Regions from separate parts of the Mus musculus genome. Here region 1 is linked to region 2. Evidence: chromatin contacts called from public Hi-C data. All regions are on one chromosome and are shown on one strand. Each heading gives the region's core, a stretch centred on a gene start, on an enhancer-like site or on the middle of the called end of the contact. The rest is flanking DNA. Distances are from core to core; before and after follow the strand shown.

What was found. A called contact is a pair of places that touch in the nucleus more often than the background predicts.
Region 1: a Hi-C map of uterus shows a contact between it and region 2. The contact joins two enhancer-like sites. A contact is called at or near these places in 10 of 484 Hi-C or Micro-C datasets (embryonic stem cells, liver, stem cell-derived neural progenitor cells and 1 more).

Annotation. Positions count from the first base shown.
Region 1 is chr7:70,788,182-70,794,674 of GRCm38.p6, forward strand. No RefSeq gene overlaps it. Among named protein-coding and RNA genes, the nearest start is that of Gm39032, 11 kb to the right of the region's middle. Within about 2 kb of position 1,275, at least 40 of the 459 cell types and tissues checked have an H3K27ac peak or open chromatin away from gene starts, as enhancers often do. A contact at or near this core is called in embryonic stem cells and uterus, where this site is marked.
Region 2 is chr7:70,620,322-70,627,112 of GRCm38.p6, forward strand. No RefSeq gene overlaps it. Among named protein-coding and RNA genes, the nearest start is that of Gm35894, 36 kb to the left of the region's middle. Within about 2 kb of position 5,185, at least 104 of the 459 cell types and tissues checked have an H3K27ac peak or open chromatin away from gene starts, as enhancers often do. A contact at or near this core is called in embryonic stem cells and uterus, where this site is marked.

The sequences.
Region 1 (6,493 bases), core at 25-2,524, 160 kb after region 2:
ATCTGTTATCTTCCAATGCTTTATAGATTAGAGCACAAGGTTACTGTGACAATTTGTTTACACGCAGGGAGAGATTAAGATCTCGTTGAAAAGGAATAAAAATAGCATCATCACGAGCTGTCACAGCGTGAGCCCCATTGTAATCAACACTGGTCTGATTTCAGGGATAATTTAAGACCAATTTATTATCTTAATTAAAAAAAATAAGAAGGGAGAATTCAACATTTCAGATGGCAGTTAGATTGGTGGAGGTGTGGCCTCTGGAGGGTCCACAAATAAAATAGAACATGAAGGATTCCAGGCGGGAACACTGGGTAGGTAAAAATAGAAAACTTTTTCTTTTTTATCCCCCTTCCCTTTTTCCTTTAAGTTAATGGCAAATCAGAAGGAAAAAGAATACCTTGGCTTGTAGAGTGCAGTCTACCTAAAACCCTCTATTAAAGGAGTAAATAAAGCCCATCCTACCACCACTAACAAGAGAAGTCTTCAGTAGAGTGGACCAAGGTTTTTAGCATATTCCTATTCTCTAGTCTTAATGAAATCTGGAAAAAGAAAGAAAGAAAGAAAAAAAGAAAGAAAGAAAGAAAGAAAGAAAGAAAGAAAGAAAGAAAGAAAGAGAGAGAGAGAAAGAAAGAAAATCCACATTCATTTTCTTATTTTCCCTCATAACTAAACTCTCCCACTTAATCCAAATGACTTGAAAAGCTCCAAACGCAAGAGAGGCCAGAACTGAGTGATTTGTGGTCCACCCCCCACCGACCTCCCCTTTGAAAGTCCTCCCCGCCCCCGGTAAACTTCACTTCGTGCTTTCTCCACTGCAGCCCCCGCAAAGCCCTAGGCCTGGAGTGAATGGAGCGACAAAAAGCCCTTTGAAGCCCTGGAGGAAATGGCTCGGTGGGAAGCCAGGTGGACCCCAAAGGCTCCCTTTCCAACACAAATGAGTTCAGGAACAGGGCCACCTCTGGGAGTCCCACCTCCGTCCTAAAACCAAATCCACCCAGCCCACTTATTTGAAAACCAAACACTTTTCCTAGAGTCTCCCCGCCCTGTTTACAAACACGTTTACAATGCCTGATAGGTGACCTTATTTACTCAGTAACCTGTGGATTCATTTATCTTGAAATTAGTAGGTAATGAAGTGGAAAACCCCAACAGCCCTCCCACTAATTAACATGATAATAAGATTGTTTTTGCTACAGAGGTACAATTAGCTTGTATGAGCCCAAAGGGGGAGAAAGATCAATAAAGTGTCTGAAGGGTTCTGCTCTCAGGTCTCCAGAACAGAACAAAGAGCTAGCTAGCCACAGCCTGGAAGCGTCATCCTTGAAAAACCTGCCCAACTCCGGCTGGACCCGGCTGACGTCTTTTGATGCCTTCTGGGAAAAGACGTGGTGGGGATGGACAGAACAAGGAACAAATTACAAAGCTCATGGTTTTGGCGCAGTCCAGGCTTTGAAAAGAAAAGGAGACGAGTGTGGCAAGTTTCAGATGCTGATGCTAAATGCACTTTGATGGGGTGGCGAGTGGAGTGGCCGCGGGTGAGGAATGCTAGCAGATAATTACCCCCTATAAAATGGTTCCATTTGCTTCCCTTTCTCGGCACCCCAAGTAAATGGCTCCTTATAGAGAGTGTGGGAGGTGGGGTCTTCTTACACATCTCCTGTCCACATGCATTTTCATGAAGTGATTTAACACAGAGTGCCCAGCTCCAGTATTTATTTATTTATTCCACTGACTGAGGTGTGTAAAGTAAATAAATAAGACTTTAGAACGTCCCCAGTATGTATTTACCCAGTAGACTCATTTCTTGGGTAAATTACATGGATTTGGTGGCCTTCCATGACATTCTTCCCCCTTGATTTTAAACATATACAAACAAAGAATTTGAATGTCCAAGGTGTCTAAATAGTCTAATTGAACTTGTGACACAAACCAGGAAGGCTGGAGACTTGGCTAGGGGGAATGCAAGAATCCGCAGGCAGATAAAATGAGTGTTCCCCCAACTTGCTCCAACTCCTGCAGACTGAGCTGCAGCAAAGCATCTGAGTTGCTAAGCCCAGGGTTCTTCATAAGTATGAAGTCACTATTGATCACATCATACCAGCCTCTTTTCATCCTCTCTCAGAAGCGGGTTTTCCTGTGAAATTTCACCTGGAATAAACGATCTTAGTAAATGACTATCTGGTACTTTGCATTTGAGTCTTAAGTGAATAATTCCAAAATTTCTGTTGTTCCCACTTATTTTTGACACAAGGAGACACTCTGTGTTTATTGAACTTAAGTTTCTGCCTTTGACAAAGAAATGTGTGTTCTTGTTCTTTCCTAAATGAGAACTTGGTCAGTAGTTAGAAAAAGAATGACCCTGGGTGGCCTTTTTTCAATGGAATTAGTGGTGTTTTCCTTTCCTGATTGTTTGAAATGACTGACTAAGGGTGTTGATTTGCCCCTGCAGTTAAGAAGTATCTTCAGGAGGACTGGAGACAACTTAGGGAAGTCCTTGTCTGGAAAGCAACGAGACCTGAGTTCTGCTAGAACCCACATGAAGCACTGCTAGGTGTTGTGGCTGGGATTTGCATGGTAATCCTGGCCATGGGGAAGTAGAGCCAGGCAGAGTTCTGGTGTGGCAGGCCAGCCTACCCACAGGGCACGATCTAGGCCACAGAGAAAACACAAGGTGGACAGTACCTGAGGGATCTCAAAGTTGTTCTCTGCCCTACAAACACACACACACACACACACACACACACACACACACACACACACACACACGAGACCTTTGGAGGAAAGTAGATTTTTTTTCTTTTCTGACCCCTCTTCCTCCAGCTTTCTCTCACCTCTCCCTGCCTCTCTTTTACTCAGTAACTAAAGTTTTTTCAAAAAAAAAAAAAAAACTAACCAATATCTCCATGTTTTTCTCTCCATTTTAATTTTGCTACATTACAATTTCTTAAAATTTTATATCTTTGGAGTAAGAGACAGTCATTTTTCTTTCTAAGGGACATTTGAATGGTTTCCCCAAATTTAATTAGGAAATTGATGTCTATAATATCTGGGGCAGTGTGTGGCAAGGGAGAGGGGACTACACATCCACAGAAAGAAACTCAAAGTTTCTTTGCCTAGCCTGCAGTCATACTAGACATTGGTAAGCAGGCCTTGAGCCCATCTCTGTGGGTGAACTCCAAGAACTCTGAACCAACGTCTTGCGCAAGAAAGAGAAGGCACTGAGCTGAATACATTGTATCCACACTGATTTATCTGAATATATTGTACCCACATGGATCTATCTGAACGCATTGTATCCATACAGATCCATCTGAACACATTGTATCCATTCAGCTTCACCTGATAACCACTGCCTTAAAGGAGAGTAAGAGGGTTTTTGTCTTTCCAGTTTTGCACACACATGACACCAGTCTTTGGCTTTTTCTGGTGTTCTGTGCCTCTTTGATATACCAAACTGCACAGAGAGGAAGTCCCTGCAATGAAAAGCCAAGACAGCCCGTCAAGGCTCTTGGGTCCCTAATCTTTTGAGATTTTTGGCACTGTATTTTCCATATTTGGCACTGTCACCTAACCAAAGAGTCATGTCCCTATAGAATACATGCTAATTCAATGACCCAAATGTATTGCTCTAAAAATTCTTCTCTCTGTCTTTTTTCCTAAAGAATAATTTGAGAATTCTCCACTATCTCTGGAGATCACTTGGGACACCCTGGGGTATCATACAATCTTGCCTGGGTAAAACTACCCTGGGCAGGAAGGGAGTTTTTTTTTTTAATAACTGGAGCCAATTTCTGCTACAAAGAAGTCCCTTTGGGTACTGTGGCTTAACTTTGAATCCAAATTCCTCATCTGCGAACAGTTAGAACAAGATGATGTAGCCCAGGAGAGTAAGAACTTGAATTCAACTCAGACGAATGTACAACTCAGAAGACTGAAAACTACTGCAATTTTGAGGGAAAGCTTCAAAGGATCATGTAATGGCCTCCACCTGTTAGACACAAACTCTAGACCTCTAGTCTTCAAAGTTTAACTTGAGTTGAGATTACTGCTCCCATTTTACAGATGGCAAAAATGAGGGTAGAGAGCCTTGTCACTATCTTAGGGCCCCAGAGTTAGTAGGTGGAGAGCCTATGAACGGACTCAAGCAGTTTGGATTACAGAAAGAATTCAACAATGTGTCCTTCTGTATGATAAAGCAAGGTCTTCTTGTAGAGTCCCAGGTGCTACTGATGGGACTTCTTGGGAGTCTTCCGACCTTCACCTCTAGGAGGCATTTATCCTTGTGTGTGCTTACCCTTTTGAAAGAGGAAGCCATCATGTTAAATTATCGAACTAAGACTTCTCCAACAGTATAGAAAAAGGTTTTCACAATTAGCAGCAAGTCTCATTCACTTGATTTTTCATGACTTTGTAAAATAAATACCAAAGATTGTTAGTAAAAAAAATAAAATAATAAAGTGCTTCATTGGGAGACTAGAGCAGAAATAAATTTAGCTTAATGCAATTCCCTTACTCCTTGTTAAGGGAACATGTGATGTGGAATTTTTAGAAGGGTTCCAATGGGCTGGCTGTAATAAGGAGCCTTTTTGGCCTAGATTTGCATCTTCCTTGAGAATAGTAGTAATTTTCAAGTTTCCTTGTAGATTTTTTTTTCTTCCTTGCATATCCACTATGCAGTTGGGAGAGTGTCTCAAGATGTGAAGCCCTTGCAGATTTTTAATAATGAAGTGATGTATCTCTCCTTCAGCTCACAAGATTTCTGTTGTTTCTCGCATCACACAAGTAGTTTGCATACGTTTGGGCCACTTGGAATTCTTTGGTGTTTTGGAGAGATTTTTGAAAGCCTCAGGCTACTGATCAACCTATTCCTTAATACATGTCCCAAGCAAAGTGGCTCCAAGGCTTTATAAGCCAACATGGCTAGTGAATAGGTCATTATTCTATTTCCCTAACTCCCCAAGGAAGGGCGGACTTGAAAACTATGGGGACCACCAGCTTCACAAGCCAAGGTTTGAAAAGGGTGAGTTCAGAGACGTCACTATCATCCACTATGGAAGGTCTAAAACATGGGCTCCTGGGAAGGAATGGAAAGGAGGCATGCTGGGAAGTGGAGGCCTCTGCACTTGGGGGCTATTCCAAAGTCAGAGTGAAGAGCAGCCATTTAAGCGTTCCTCCTGGTGGAGCTCAGGACCATTATCGAGGAAGGTCATGCAGAGTGCGCCATGAGCCAAAGTTCTATTCTTCATTATGAATTTGTGCTACCTGTCCCTTGATTTCAAAGCTCTCTCCCTCAGCAGCACACTCACAAAAGAAAATGAAGGAGCCACCAGAATGGAGCCCCCCAGGGTGTGTGAGGAAAAGAGTCTTGCCTATAAATCCACTACAGTGACAAATGTGGCCACCACTGGGTGGTGTGGCATGGTGTTTGTTTGTTTGTTTGTTAATTTTTCAGGTTGCTCATTTGAAAGAGGAAAGCTAACTTTACATTCTTGACTTTGGTACCTGACAGTAGACTGTTGCCTACGACTGCGATTTCCCTTTGCCTTTTTCTCTTCCCAGGATGGAACTCATGACTAAGGTACACAGTCTTTTGTATGCATTCCTTGTTGGTAAGAGTCTGCTTTGTTTTCTCGGCTACTTGATGGCCATGGATGGAGGATTGTATGGGATTTAGTTGTTCTAATTCCCAGGAGTTGTTCCCTATGTGAGAACTGAAATGGGTCTGTCTGGGCCAAAGGATGGGAGTTAGTGTCCTTGCTGCCTATTGGCAGGTCACAGATACTACTAAAGTCATCAAAGATCATTCTTCATTACAGCCATGAGCACTAATAAACAAACGTCATCCGAGAGCTATTCACTCATTTACCTAGGTCTATAAATACTATAAATACTGGACATAGAGAATAGACTATGGTATTGTAGTCTTGAATTCCATCATTTGTAAAGATGCAAATAAAAAAAAATCAGAACTGCTTCAACTTGGGCAGTAATTTACTATATCCCCCACCAAAGTCAAGTATGTACAGACAGACTTCACCTGTCAAAAGAGCTGATACTTAAGATCCATGGCTGACATAGTGTGTGTGGCTAGGGATGAGATGGTAACATAGTGGAATGAATGGGACTTCTTGCATTGTACTAAATCCTGGGAGCAGACCAGGATGTGCTGGTTGTGTTGCATCTGAGAAGCGTCAGGATGGAGTGGAGGGGGGATGGGGGTGGAGTGGGGGTGGGGAGGATGCCTTCAGCCATGGAGCCAGGCATCATTGCTGAGGCTGACACATTAAGATTAAAACCTGAAGGATGCTAAACCACCAACTGAATCTCCTAAGGATAAAAACATTCCAGGTCGAGGGGAAAGGGCTTGGGGCCCTGAGGAGACCATCTAACCTTAGGAGTAGTCAGAAGGCACAAGAAGCTTGAGATGGAAGAACAGAATTGATTTTCAGGAGTTCCTGGATCCTGCTCAATCAATGACTGGAGGAAGCAT
Region 2 (6,791 bases), core at 3,935-6,434:
GGAATAATCTTGATAATATAAATAAGACCTGGGACAGAGGAGGCATCAAATAAATAACAAGCATCGTTATCCTGACCCTAATTGCTTTTCTATCAGGCAAAGATTGAGGGGCTGTCTCCTTCTTCTCTCTATTTACAGTAAAGAAGCTAAGCAATGTAAACTTTGCAGCAGACCTCTATGGTCAGATATCAGTGAGTTTCTCAGTGTCCCTCAGGAGATGGTATGTAGCTTCAGTTGGTATTTCTGGGTATAGACTCATCAAGGACCCTTGACATTCAACTTTCAATTTGTTTCTTCCTCCATTTTCAGCAGTGTGTTTGTGTGTGTGTGTGTGTGTGTGTGTGTGTGTGTGTGTGTGCATGCACACAGGTGAGCACACACAGTAAACCTTGGGTGACATTCTTCTGGGGCCCTTTTGTCCAGCATCTCGCCATGGGATGCTGGTCTCATCCAGTAAGCTAACTTGTCTAGTCAGCAAGCCTGAGAAATCTGCGTGTCTATGGCTCAACAGCACTGGGTTTACAAGCGCTTATCCTAATTCTTAGCTTTTCCCTTGGCTCTGGGGTGGAGTTTAAGTCCTTGGCTTGAGGGGCAAGCACTTTAGTGAGGAGCCCTCTCTCCAGTCCTGTTTTCATCTCTTTTATATGTGCGATATCCTCTTTCTCTTTTGATAGACTTAAACTCCTCACCTAACATGCTGACCTTCAGCATTTTTAAAGTCCTGCATGTCTCTCAGCATTCCTATCCATGTCTGAAGACAATTTTGGTTATTACAGCTGAGCGGGGCATGACTGACCGAGTGTGCTAAGTCCAGGCCCAGAGTACTGCTGTGTACTTGACAACATAGAGGACAGACTGCATGACAAAGAATCCTTCAGCCTAGATGATTGTCAAGGTAGAGAAAGCTGAGCTAAAGTGACTTGTAAACTCCAATCCATCTTGGCCATTATAGAACATGAAAGAGATAAGCTCAACCATCAAATAGATCTATATCTATGAATGGCACAAAAAGGTCCATAATTCTGATCTTAAGTTTGTTTTCTTTTGGACTTCTGATAGATCACATGTAAGTGTAAGTCTCCTTTACCCTCTTTCCCTCTCCACCAACTATATCCTTAACGACCCAGATGTGAACACGTGGCTCCTGCATTCTTTATTTCTCCTTCTGGTACTTTATCCACAGCCCCTGCTCAACAAGCCTTCCTGACTGACTATGATTATTTATAATCTCAGTTCAACCCTAGGTCTTTGACAAAAACCTACCATACACTTTTAAACCATCAATTATATTATGCATCAAAACTGTGGGTGAAATGATGGAGAGGAATCCGGCACATACCGCAGCTCACTAGACAGAACCGATTCTAGTCTATGTAATTTGATGAAAAACACTAAGGAAGGTACAATCCCCTTAATTGGTACTTATTTAACTGGCCTGTGTTTACTGTAAATATGCTTTACTGTACAAGATGTACTTCTCTTGATTAGAGAACATTTTAATGTTGAAAGAGTGGTTGATACATGTAAGATGAGCAAAAAGTGCATAAACTTTTCCAAATAGGCTCATGTCACACAAGTAAGAAATGCAAGATCTTCTTGAATGAAATACTAAATGGAATTATAAGTCATCTATATTAATTCATTACTGTTTTACTTAAAGTGTTAATGCTAGGGGCCCAGAGAGATAACTCCGCAGTTAAAAGCATTGGCCACTTTGCCTAAGATTCTGAAGAGTCCGGTATCAGATAACCTGGATAGCAGATATTTACAATACTATTCATAACAGTAGCAAAATTTCAGTTATGAAGTAGTCACAAAAATTACTTTCTGGTTGGGCATCACTACACCATGAGGAACTATATTGAAAGGTCACAGCATTGAGACTTGAGAACCATTGTTCTAGAGGGTATTTAAATTTCCCAACATGGTGCAAATCAACATATCAGCTAGGGCTCTTTTAATCAGTCAACAGAGACTGGTGGGCTCCAACAACTGGAATCTGCTGTGGATGATTGCACAGGTCAGGAGTCTAAACAACTCCAGAGGCTGAGGCAGGAAGATCTCAAATTCAAGTCCTGCCTGACAACTTAAATGTCTTATTAAAGTGATGATCGGTGGTGGAGCACTTGCCTAGCTTGTTTGCCTAAGCTCAGCCCCTGGTACTGAATGATACTGAAAAATCAAACCAAACCAACTCTCAACTTGGTTTAGTATATATCTAGAATCTGGACGTATAGATGTGAGGATGCTTGCTTTCTTCTTATTTATTCTGTGTGGGTGTGTCCATGTGTATGCTCCTACACACATGGAGGCATGCAAGTGCCATGGTCTGCATGTGGCCATGGGAGTCAGTTCTCCCCTTCTATTATGTGGGTACTGGGGATTGAACTTACTTTGTCAGGCTTAACAGTAGGCACCTCGCCCTCTGAGCCATCTCAGTGGCCCTCCTAAATAAGAGGGTGGGTAGCATTCTAAGGGCTACTGGGGGCAGGCAATCTGTGTCTTTGGCTCCTTTCAGGCTTAACTGTTTGTAAATTTCCGCCTTTTACAAGGATATCAGTCATTTAGGATTAGAGCTCACTGTAATGAACTCACTTTAACTTTATTATCTCTAAATGGAACCTAGCCAAGTGGTATTCTGAGGGACTGGAGGCTCTGCACTCTCAGCTAGGAATTTTGTGGAGACAAGAGTCAACTCATTAGCAACTGCTAATTTAAAATCTCCCATAAAGAGTTAACAATCTAGGGCTACAGAGATGACTTAGTCAGTAAGCGGTTCAGTTCAATCTGACTTCTATCCCCAGAACCTCTGAGTAAAAGCAAGACATGGAGTGTATGTAACCGTAATCCTCCAGTGCTAGAGAGGTGGAGATGGTTGGATGCCTGAGGGTTCTTGGACTCATGCACAATGGTTGGACTCACGAATAATTGTGAGCTCCAAGCCATTGAGAAAACCTTTCTCAAAACTGGAGACTGACCTCCACAGTTATGCACCCACACACATAGGAAAACTTGAATACACACACAAGCACACACACACACACACACACACACACACACACACCAAGACAATAATCCAATTACATTGTAAAGAAGGAGTCATTTTAGAATGTTTTGTGTAAAGATATTTGTGGAGATGTTACAGTTTGGAAATATGGATCACAGACCTTATGGTGCCCTAGACAGTGTATTAGAATAGTTTGTCTCAGCCCAGGGGTAGTGAAGCATGCCTTTAAGTCCAGAACTCCAAAAGCAGAAGCAATAGGACCTCTGTGATTTTGAGACCAGCTTGGTCTGCAAAGCTAGTTCAGGAGTAGGCTTTGTTCCATAGAAGAATTCTGTCTTGAAAGAAAAAAATAAGAAGAAAAAAAAGGAAAGAAAGAAAGAAAGAAAGAAAAGAAGAGAAAAAGGAAAAGAAAAAGAAAAAGAAAAAGAAGAAAAGAAAATGAAAATGAAAAAGAAGCAGAAAGAGAAAGAGAAAAAGAAAAAAGAAAAGAAAAAGAAAGAGAAATACCCTGCCTTGTTAGTCTCATAATAATATCAAAGACCTTTTTAGACCTTCTTAAGGAAATCACCTGGACTCCAAGTAAGCTCATTTTTCTTTTGAACAGCTCACCCTACTTGGCTAACCTTTTACCTCCCTGACCCCCTCAGTATCTCCTGGAGTAAATCAGGGGCATACTTCAGGTGACAAAAATTAGGTGAAAAGAAGCAAAAATATTTACACTTTCTAAAAGCAGAAATCAATTTGTCCGAGGCCTGGCCTTGATTGGAGGTATGTCTGCTTCACTGGTTAGAGCACGAAAGGGATTATGGGATTCTGCGTTTGTTGATCTTCACGTGGGTTGTATTCAGGAATTAAGCAGGCTGGAGGTGGGTCTTAGAAAGCCCAGGGATCACCCAGGCTGGGAGCTGAGCCAGGTGAGGGCTTGGCAGGTTCCCCAGTGTAAGAAGAAGCTAGAGAGCTGCTGTCTGCCTGCTTCAAGTAGGAAATTTAAATATCTGTTTGTCTGCCTGGAACGAATAACAGATAGGGAGCTGGCTTCCAGCTCATACACTGCCACTAACCTTTCCAAGTCACTTTAGGCACCTTTCTTTAATCTTCTCGCCTGCGGTTTTGGCTGCAGACTCAAGGGTATTCACCAGGGTGCAGGGCAAAGTCCCCTACAACAATAAAATCTTTGGAGGGCGATTGTTCCAAATATTAAACGTGACTTCCCTGTGGTTAACGACCCTAGGACAGCTGTGGTTCTTTGCTGAGGCCCCGAGATGTTAACTATCTCTGTTCGTCGGGTTGGGGGGCAGGGAAGTGTCCTTGCTACTAAACCAGGAGGAGGAGAGTTCTCCAAGATGCCTACGGCTGACCTTCTGACCCGGCTAGGCAGCTGCTCTCCCCGCCCCCACCCTGCCCTTCCAGTCTCCACTGCTGGAATTTTCATCAGCTTTGCAGTAGACTGCCTGAACAGCCAGGGCTTTTGGACTATGAACTCGCAAGTTGGGGAGCAAATGCCAGGGCACCCAGGGCTTGCCTCTTCTGGGCACTTTTCACTGACTCTTCAGTCAAGGAGTGAGAGAGAAGTGGAGGTCTGGGCTGTTTAACAGTGGCGTCTTTATCTGCTTCACCCACCGCTGACCAGGGCAGCTCTAGAGTTATCAGAGTGTCATTAACAGGGACAGCTGCTGGTAAACAGAAGGATGTGGACACCGGCTCTCCAGTCAACAGGAATTTAACTCTAATCTGCTCCTTACTTAAAGAAACACCGCTCTCCTCTCTGTGCAGGGCCAGCGTGTGTTTATCTCCTTTAACTTTCAGATAGAAGACTGGCATGGGCTCAGGAAACCCCCGCCGGCTACAAAATTAATAAGGTGTTAGGGACATGCACCTTAGGTCGATTGGAGGAGACGCTTGCCCCAGAGAAGGGTGCGGGGGGGGGGGGGGGAGGAGATCTCACCCAGGAGTTGTCTGCCTAGCTGGAAACCGATCCTACATATTTATAAAGGTAAACTTGGCTCGCGGCCAAACGCCTGCATTTAAGTGATTAACAAATGCGTCTCTTTAAGCGGACACCTCTTGTTCTAAATATATTTGACAAGAATGCGAAGAGTCATCTGGTGGGCAGAGAGGGAGCAGCTCCGGCCTTCTCTGGCTAGGCTGGCAAGCCCGCCCGGGCCGTGCTCCTGCACGCTCAGTGCCAGCCGAGTTCACGTCGCTGGTGGGCAGGCTGCCAGAGCCAGCGGCTCCCCACTGTTTAACGACAACGGATTTACGGCTTCCCTCCATATTGGTGTTATTTTGTATAAACAAGGTTAACACTCCTTTTAAATTAAATGCACCACCTGGTGACTGAATGGCTGACCTTGCCAGCTTCACCTGCCCTGCCCTAGATCGGGTTCTAGCTCTTCTGTCTACCTGTAGCTCCTTGGAATCGACCCTGCTTCCCTTTTAAAGAGACGGAGCTCCTGGGGGCAGGGGAGACTGGCAGGCCACTAGCCCTGGGTCCCGGACCTGATGGGATCAGAAGGGTCTGGAAGTATGACATGCACCCCAAATCCTTCTAAGTCCCAGATCAGACTGTGACCGGTTGACTCTGTGCCCGCAGAGTCCGGAGGAAGGTCCTTCAGAGCTCTGAGGCGGGCCCCCAAAGAGAGCTCTCCAGAGGAGGTCGTGTGGTGAAAGAGATCTTTGTGTTGTTGCACTGAGGCAGTAGTACTGATCTTGTACAGGGCTCTCAGCCTCTTCCCCACCCTCTAGGAATGTGAACACCTGGAAAAATTCTCCTGGCTTTACTTGGAAGAAATTTAATGGTGTAAACAAACGCAGCAGGAAGTCCCCTTTGATACAGAAGGCAGTGGGATGGCATGCTGAGCCAAGGGGGCTCTGCCTGCCAAGGTCCATTCTGAAAACATTTCAAGAATAGCTTGGAGTTGTCTAGGAAAATTTAGGTGGACTGCTTGGCAGTAGAAATCTCTAGAAACTCCATCTAGTAACTTCCAGCAAAACACACTTGAGTTACTCATTTAATTGGCAGCATGGCGGCCACCTTGCCTTGACTTTTATTTTTTTTTAAATTTGCCAGTGTCACAATAGGGCAAAATTACCCCCGTGGTCTTTGCTATGCCATGTAGCATGAGGTATTCTAGACAAGCTGTCAGCCCTATTGCTAGGCAAACATGGAAGTGGGACCTGGAGAGGGACTTGACCTCCTCAAGGGTTTAGTCCCCAGGCCCTGAAGTCCACCCATCAGGCAGGCCGTTCCTCTGTGGAAGTCTGTGGGCCAACTGTGCAGCAGGCTAGCAATTCTAGTTCCTCTGGAGCCCAGAGGCAGGAGGATCAGGACTTAGAAAACCAACTTTTATTACACTAAGTTAGAGCTCAGTCTGTACACAAAGAGACTGAAACTGTCTAAAAAAGAAAGAAAGAAAAGAAAGAAAGAAAGAAAGAAAGAAAGAAAGAAAGAAAGCCAACCAAATAGGCACCAGGAATCTGTCTTTCATAGCAGCTTACACTGGTATGAGAATGTCTTTATAAAGAAGCAGCATAAATAATTCTAGCAAGTGATATAGCCTTTTAAAAAATTAAATTGATTTAGTGTGAGTTTGTGTGTGTGAGAGTGTGTATGTGTGTGCGTGTGGGTGAGTGAGCTGCTGTGTAAATATGTGGAGACCAGAGGCAACTTATTGGAGTCTGTTCTTTCAGTCTGCCCTGTGGGTGTGGTGCCAGTGGATACCTGCTCTGCTTACCCGACTTGGTGACAAGCGTCTTTAGCAGCCGAGTCAGCTCACTGACCCAC